Regions from separate parts of the Sus scrofa genome. Here region 2 is linked to region 1. A link is a contact called in public HiChIP or PLAC-seq data. All regions are on one chromosome and are shown on one strand. The core of a region is the stretch at or near the end of the contact, and the rest is flanking DNA. Distances in the headings are between cores, read along the strand shown. Region 1 has its middle 31 kb from the start of MTNR1B. Region 2 overlaps SLC36A4 (proton-coupled amino acid transporter 4).

Region 1 (2,700 bases), core at 175-2,674:
TGGCTGTGGTGTAGGAGCAGATACAGCTTTGATTCATCCCTAGCCTGGAACCTCCATATGCCGCTGGTGCAGCCCTAAAAAGACCCCCCCAAAAAATTTTTTTATAAGATGAATAGTAAATCTGGAACATTTTATTGGCTATTGGTGCTTCTCTCTGAAATATTCCTGGGAAGGTTGTCAGAACCAGGAAAGTCTTGCCAAGACTAAAAGAAGGGAAATTATAATTTAGATCTCCATAAATATTGCAAGATTATCACCATACATATGAGAATAAAATTTTTCAAAGACGTTTCAGCTATTTTGTTGTATATGACATTCACAAGAACCTGTGGGTGTGTTCCTCCACTGTTATCAAGTGTAAAAAGCAGGAAATCCAAGCGATTAGCCCAACATCACTTAGTTAACGGCAAAGACACGACTTAGACCCCTGTTCTGACTCTCAGCCCAGTTTTCTTCTCTCCAGAGTCTAGTTAGGAAACCACTTTCGGTCCAATGTGGTCCAAAGAGGAGTTCCAGTCATGGTTCAGCAGTTAACGAACCCAAGCAGTATCCATGAGGACATGGGTTCGATCCCTGCCCTTAGCTCAGTGGGTGAAGAATCTAGCGTTGCCGTGAGCTGTGGTGTAGGTCGCAGAGAGGCTCAGATCTGGCGTGGCTGTGGCTGTGGTGTAGGCATACAGTTAAGTGATTCAGTGATATACATATTTTCATATTATTTTCCACGATAGGCTATTACAACATATTGAATATGGCTCACTATTACACATTAAATCCTGTTGCTTATCTATTGCATGTACAGTGGTATGTATCTGTTCATGCTAACCTAATTGATCCCTCTCCCCTCCCTTCCCCTTGGACAACCATAGGTTTATCACTTATATGTGGAGTCTATAAATAAAACAAATGAATCTATATACGAAACAGAACCTGTATACAAAAATCTATGTAGAAAACATATGCACGGTTATTTAAACCTTTTCTTATTCAGTGTTTTCTTTAAGTGGATTCGCCTGTAGCCTCTGAGCTCATCTTAAGCCAATTCCTAACCCTGGCTATCCCTTAGCAGCACGTGGGGAGGGTATTTAGTCTGTGGGTGAAGCTGATGGGAAGAACTGCCGTCATCGCCCGCACTAGCTTTACCACCCACTTATGCCCGCCCCTTCCAGGGGTCCCCAGCAGGGAGGTGGCCGCTTCCCTGTTAACAGCCCACTCATCTGTCTCTGGGCTCCAAGCTCCGCCCCTTCGCCTCGCTCATCCCAACCCGCGCTGTCCAGGCGCTTGCCGCTTGCATCAAGAAGCGGGCAAAAGAACACAGCCTGCAGAGACACAGCTCTCCTTCCCGGAAAGCAAACTCCTTAGCTGGTTCAGAAAGAGATGGAGCATTATTATGGGCGCTTGTGACCCCCAGTGGTCGAGGAGGGAAAATACACTCAGTGAAGCCGGGGAGGCGGGAAGGAAACCTCTCATCCAAGCCCAGGAGTCTCTGCGGACACTGCACCACGGTGTCCACAGGAAGTGAGAGCAGCACACACACAGCAATGAAACAATGAAACACTACGCCTCTCACCTTTTGTCGGAGCAGTTTGTTTGTTTTTGATTTTAAGGCCGCAGTTGCCGGATATGGAAGTTCCCAGGCCAGGGGTGGATTCAGAGCTACAGCTGCCACAGCAACAGCTACAGCAACTCGGGTCCTTCACTGCTGAACGAGACCAGGGACGGAGCGGATACTAGTCGGGTTCGTTACTGCTGAGCCACGGTGGGAACTCCCTGTTCTGAGCAGCTTTATTCACATTTGAGCAGCCAGCCCTCCATCAGTACCAAAACACCAGAAGTTACAGAAGACCTTGTTGTATCCGCCTCTTTAGCCCCAAGATTTGGGGGTATGATGTTGCAGGAGCTTCTCAAACTTCCCAGGTATCCTACTGGCCAGGAGAATTAATCTGTATCACTGAGGGCCTGGGAGGTTAATCCCCAACTGCAGCTGCAAAAGCAAAATTAGTTCATGTTTTATGATAGAAACTTATGTGAATGCTGCATTCTGATGCACTAATTTATCACTCTAACCTAAAGGGATAGTTTACCCAAATCTCCCAATAAATTCAACTCTGTAGAAAGCTTCACTGTCTTTATGCAAAGCATCTTACCCATGACCCCCGGGCCCTATGGTCCCCAGGGTGAAGGGCAGAGATCATGGTGACCTGACCAATTGGGCCAGGCTCCTCCGGTTCCAGTCCCAGCTCTCCTGGTTCCTATCAGGGTCATGTTGGCGAACTGCCTCACTTCTCTGTCTGAATCACAGTTTTCTTATCTGTAAAAGCCAGGCGAGCCAGAACTGCTGAGGATGGTAATACCATTGTCTATACAGTGTTTTACAGGCTACCAAGCAGTCCCATGTGTTACCTTATTTGATTGGGCAACTTGATGTGGAAGGAAGCCAAGAACCTCGGCTTGTGCCCAGAGGGGTTCTGTGCTCCCAGGCAAGTAAATTAACCTTTGAGAGTATCCACAGCCTCATGCATGAAAGACCTGGGTTAATGGTGTGGCAGGTTATTGGGATAATGAAGCATCACTTCCCCCATCCTTCATGAGTTCTTTTGGTTGGCTTAATATTTAAACTGATGCAAGAAAAAGCAATTTGTTCATATGCAGAGAGGTCTTAGAGAAATGGGACAATAGTAAGTGATCAAAGCAGGCTGTTTA
Region 2 (2,700 bases), core at 46-2,545, 130 kb before region 1:
AGGATATTTAAAATTTTATTGAAAGATTTATTCACGTTTATAATGCACATTTGCTGCTGTGAAGCCCAGAAATGTATGATTCTTGCTCTTTCATTTTAAATTCTTTTAAATAAGTGAAGGTGTAACTTATTTTTTCCTTTTGTCTCCAGAATATGCCAGATCCCCACAACCTTCCAATAGTGGCTGGTTGGAAAAAATACCCTCTCTTTTTTGGTACTGCCGTGTTTGCTTTTGAAGGCATAGGAGTGGTAAGAATTTTAGTCTTTATTATTATTTTTTTTATATCTTAAGTCAACACAAAGACTTATTTACATCTAAAAATACATGTTTTTCTTTTTTGCTTCTATTTTTTTATTCCTAGAAAACAATTTGCAATTTGCTGTGATAGACTTGAATTATAGTTTCATTGTTCCACTAACCAAGCATTTTATCTTAGATGTATCGCTTAAACTCTCAAATTCTCTTTTTCATAATATGTAAAATGAAGGCGCTAGAAGGGGTGATTTTTAACATTTTATTGTGGAAAATTTCAAAACTATACAAAAGTTAGAGAATAATATGATGAACTTTTGCCTAAGCATCACCCAACTTCAAAAACCATTAACTCATGACTAATTTTATTTGATCTACATATTTCATTTATTCTTCGAAGTCTGAGCTATAGGCAGACAAATCCCAAACATCATATTTTATAGACTAGATGATTTGAAATTAATTGAAATTATTACAAAGTTCCTACCACATAAAAAAGAGTCAAATATAAATTCTCTTTTTAGATTTATGCATATCGTATTTGAGAAATGACATTATCATGAAGGTAATACTAAGAGGTGCAAACATCCTGAGGAGCCTGAGATCTTAAATATTTCCATTTGAGATGTTCCTAGGTTCTTTTAAAGCCTAGAATGTGTAGATTAGGGGAAGATAGAATATTACTGTTTTTCCATAGCTTATGTTTCGTGATCTGATGGTTTGGTGTGGGAGCAAAACCACTCATAAACATCCACTTATATGAACCACAGACAAAATAGAACTACAGGACAATTTATGCCATTTTACTTGTGTTTCTGCTCTCTCTATATTCTCCTTCAGAGAATTCTCACTAATTCTCATGGCTCCACTTATCCCTGTTACAGATAGAATTGTAGATTTTCATTTCGACTTTAACTGTAAGCTCTCGTTACCTATTGGATATTTCCAGTTAAGTGTTGTTCCTCTGACATCTCAAATTCAGCAACTCCAAAATCTGACACATATGTTTTTTTTTTTTAATCCAAAACCAGTTTCACTTTCTCATTTTTCTGTTTCTTTTAGTTTTACTTTCAGTTGCTCAAGCTTGAAACATCAGTGTTCCTTTTACCCTGTCCCTGGTTTCCCCATTCCAGTTAGTAATTAAGCCGTGTTGAGTCTTCTTTTCGTATTTCCCCTAATCTATTCCATAAATGTGAAATTTTATGCAAAACAACGCTGCTTGACTCAGAGGGGGCCTCTGTAAATGTTCACTTCCTTCCCTTTTTCCTTTTTGAACTGCCCTGTCACTGTTCTTGACCTTAGCTCCTTATTTCAGGTCTGGATCAGAACATCCAAATTGTTTTCGGTTCTCTTTTCTACTGGTCACTTCAAATTTCCATACGGACCTAACTCACTTGAAAAGTGGAAATAATATTTGTTATTATTTCACGAGGTGACTGTGAGGACCTATGTGAGATGCTACGTGCAAAGCTTTTAGAAAAATACCTGGCACATTGTAAGCACTCAGTAAATACTTAGTATCTTTTACTGTATGGTCAAAATTAACTGTCCAAACCTCCAGAGTTTTTCCTAAGAAATTTAATTTTTCCATTAGCCCTTTTTTCTTTATAAGTGTTTTTTTTTATAATGAGAATATTTATTATCTCATTAAATTGATGGATAACAGATACAGAGGAATAGATACAGAAATAATTATAGACACATATATGCATGGGTTACTATCCGCACCTGTATTTCCTAACTGTGCTGAGACTGCTGGAAGCAATGCCACCAGGGGCAGTGAGCTCCCCCAGCACCCAGGTCTTGATTGCTAAGTACTCCAACAATAAACCAAAATTCTTTGGAGAAATGGTTGATGGTAGGACCGAAGCAAGGAAATTCAAGATGGGTCTGGAGCATGTTGTAGTGCCAGAAAGTGAAAGTGCTCAAAAGGCAAAAGAATGGATGCCTATCAAAGGCACACAGGAGGCGGCCTGACAGATCTCACAGTGACCACAGCTGGAACCATGTGAACAACAAAATCAGTAGCAGCGTTTGGGGTACATACTCCAGCAAATATATATGAACCCATACTAATATAAATAAATGATTAAATACTTAAATACATCAGACAGATTTCCAAATAACTTATGTAGATACCACCCCCTCCTCCCGGAGCTGCAGCTTACTCTCCCCTAGTCCCTGGAGTATGGGCTGCCCGTGATGACTTACTTCCAAAGAGTGAGTATGACGAGGGGGAAGGAAAGAACTTTACCAGCAGAGAAACCTGGCAAACACTGCCTTAACCACCTGATCAAAATTAACTTCCCCAGTGATGTCATGTTGATAGCAGGTGTGACGAGAAGGGCACTGGCCTGCAGTGGTATCCTTTTCTAAAACCTGTAATCCCGGTCTAGTCATGAGGAAAACATCAGACAAACCCAAATAGAGGGACAGTGTGCCAGATGC

What was found. HiChIP or PLAC-seq counts read pairs in DNA pulled down with a chosen protein or histone mark.
Region 2: a contact with region 1 is called in an H3K27ac HiChIP or PLAC-seq map of alveolar macrophages. The contact joins two enhancer-like sites. A contact is called at or near these places in 3 of 47 Hi-C or Micro-C datasets (embryonic fibroblasts, epiblast stem cells and fetal skeletal muscle) and 1 of 2 datasets of contacts at active chromatin or transcription factors (alveolar macrophages).

The regions. Positions count from the first base shown.
Region 1 is chr9:25,524,060-25,526,759 of Sscrofa11.1, reverse strand. No RefSeq gene overlaps it. Among named protein-coding and RNA genes, the nearest start is that of MTNR1B, 31 kb to the left of the region's middle. Within about 2 kb of position 1,424, at least 11 of the 83 cell types and tissues checked have an H3K27ac peak or open chromatin away from gene starts, as enhancers often do. A contact at or near this core is called in alveolar macrophages, where this site is marked.
Region 2 is chr9:25,657,731-25,660,430 of Sscrofa11.1, reverse strand. It overlaps SLC36A4 (proton-coupled amino acid transporter 4), which reads left to right. Exons shown (of 11, transcript XM_005667225.3): 8 at 150-248. Among named protein-coding and RNA genes, the nearest start is that of DEUP1, 29 kb to the left of the region's middle. Within about 2 kb of position 1,295, at least 17 of the 83 cell types and tissues checked have an H3K27ac peak or open chromatin away from gene starts, as enhancers often do. A contact at or near this core is called in alveolar macrophages, where this site is marked.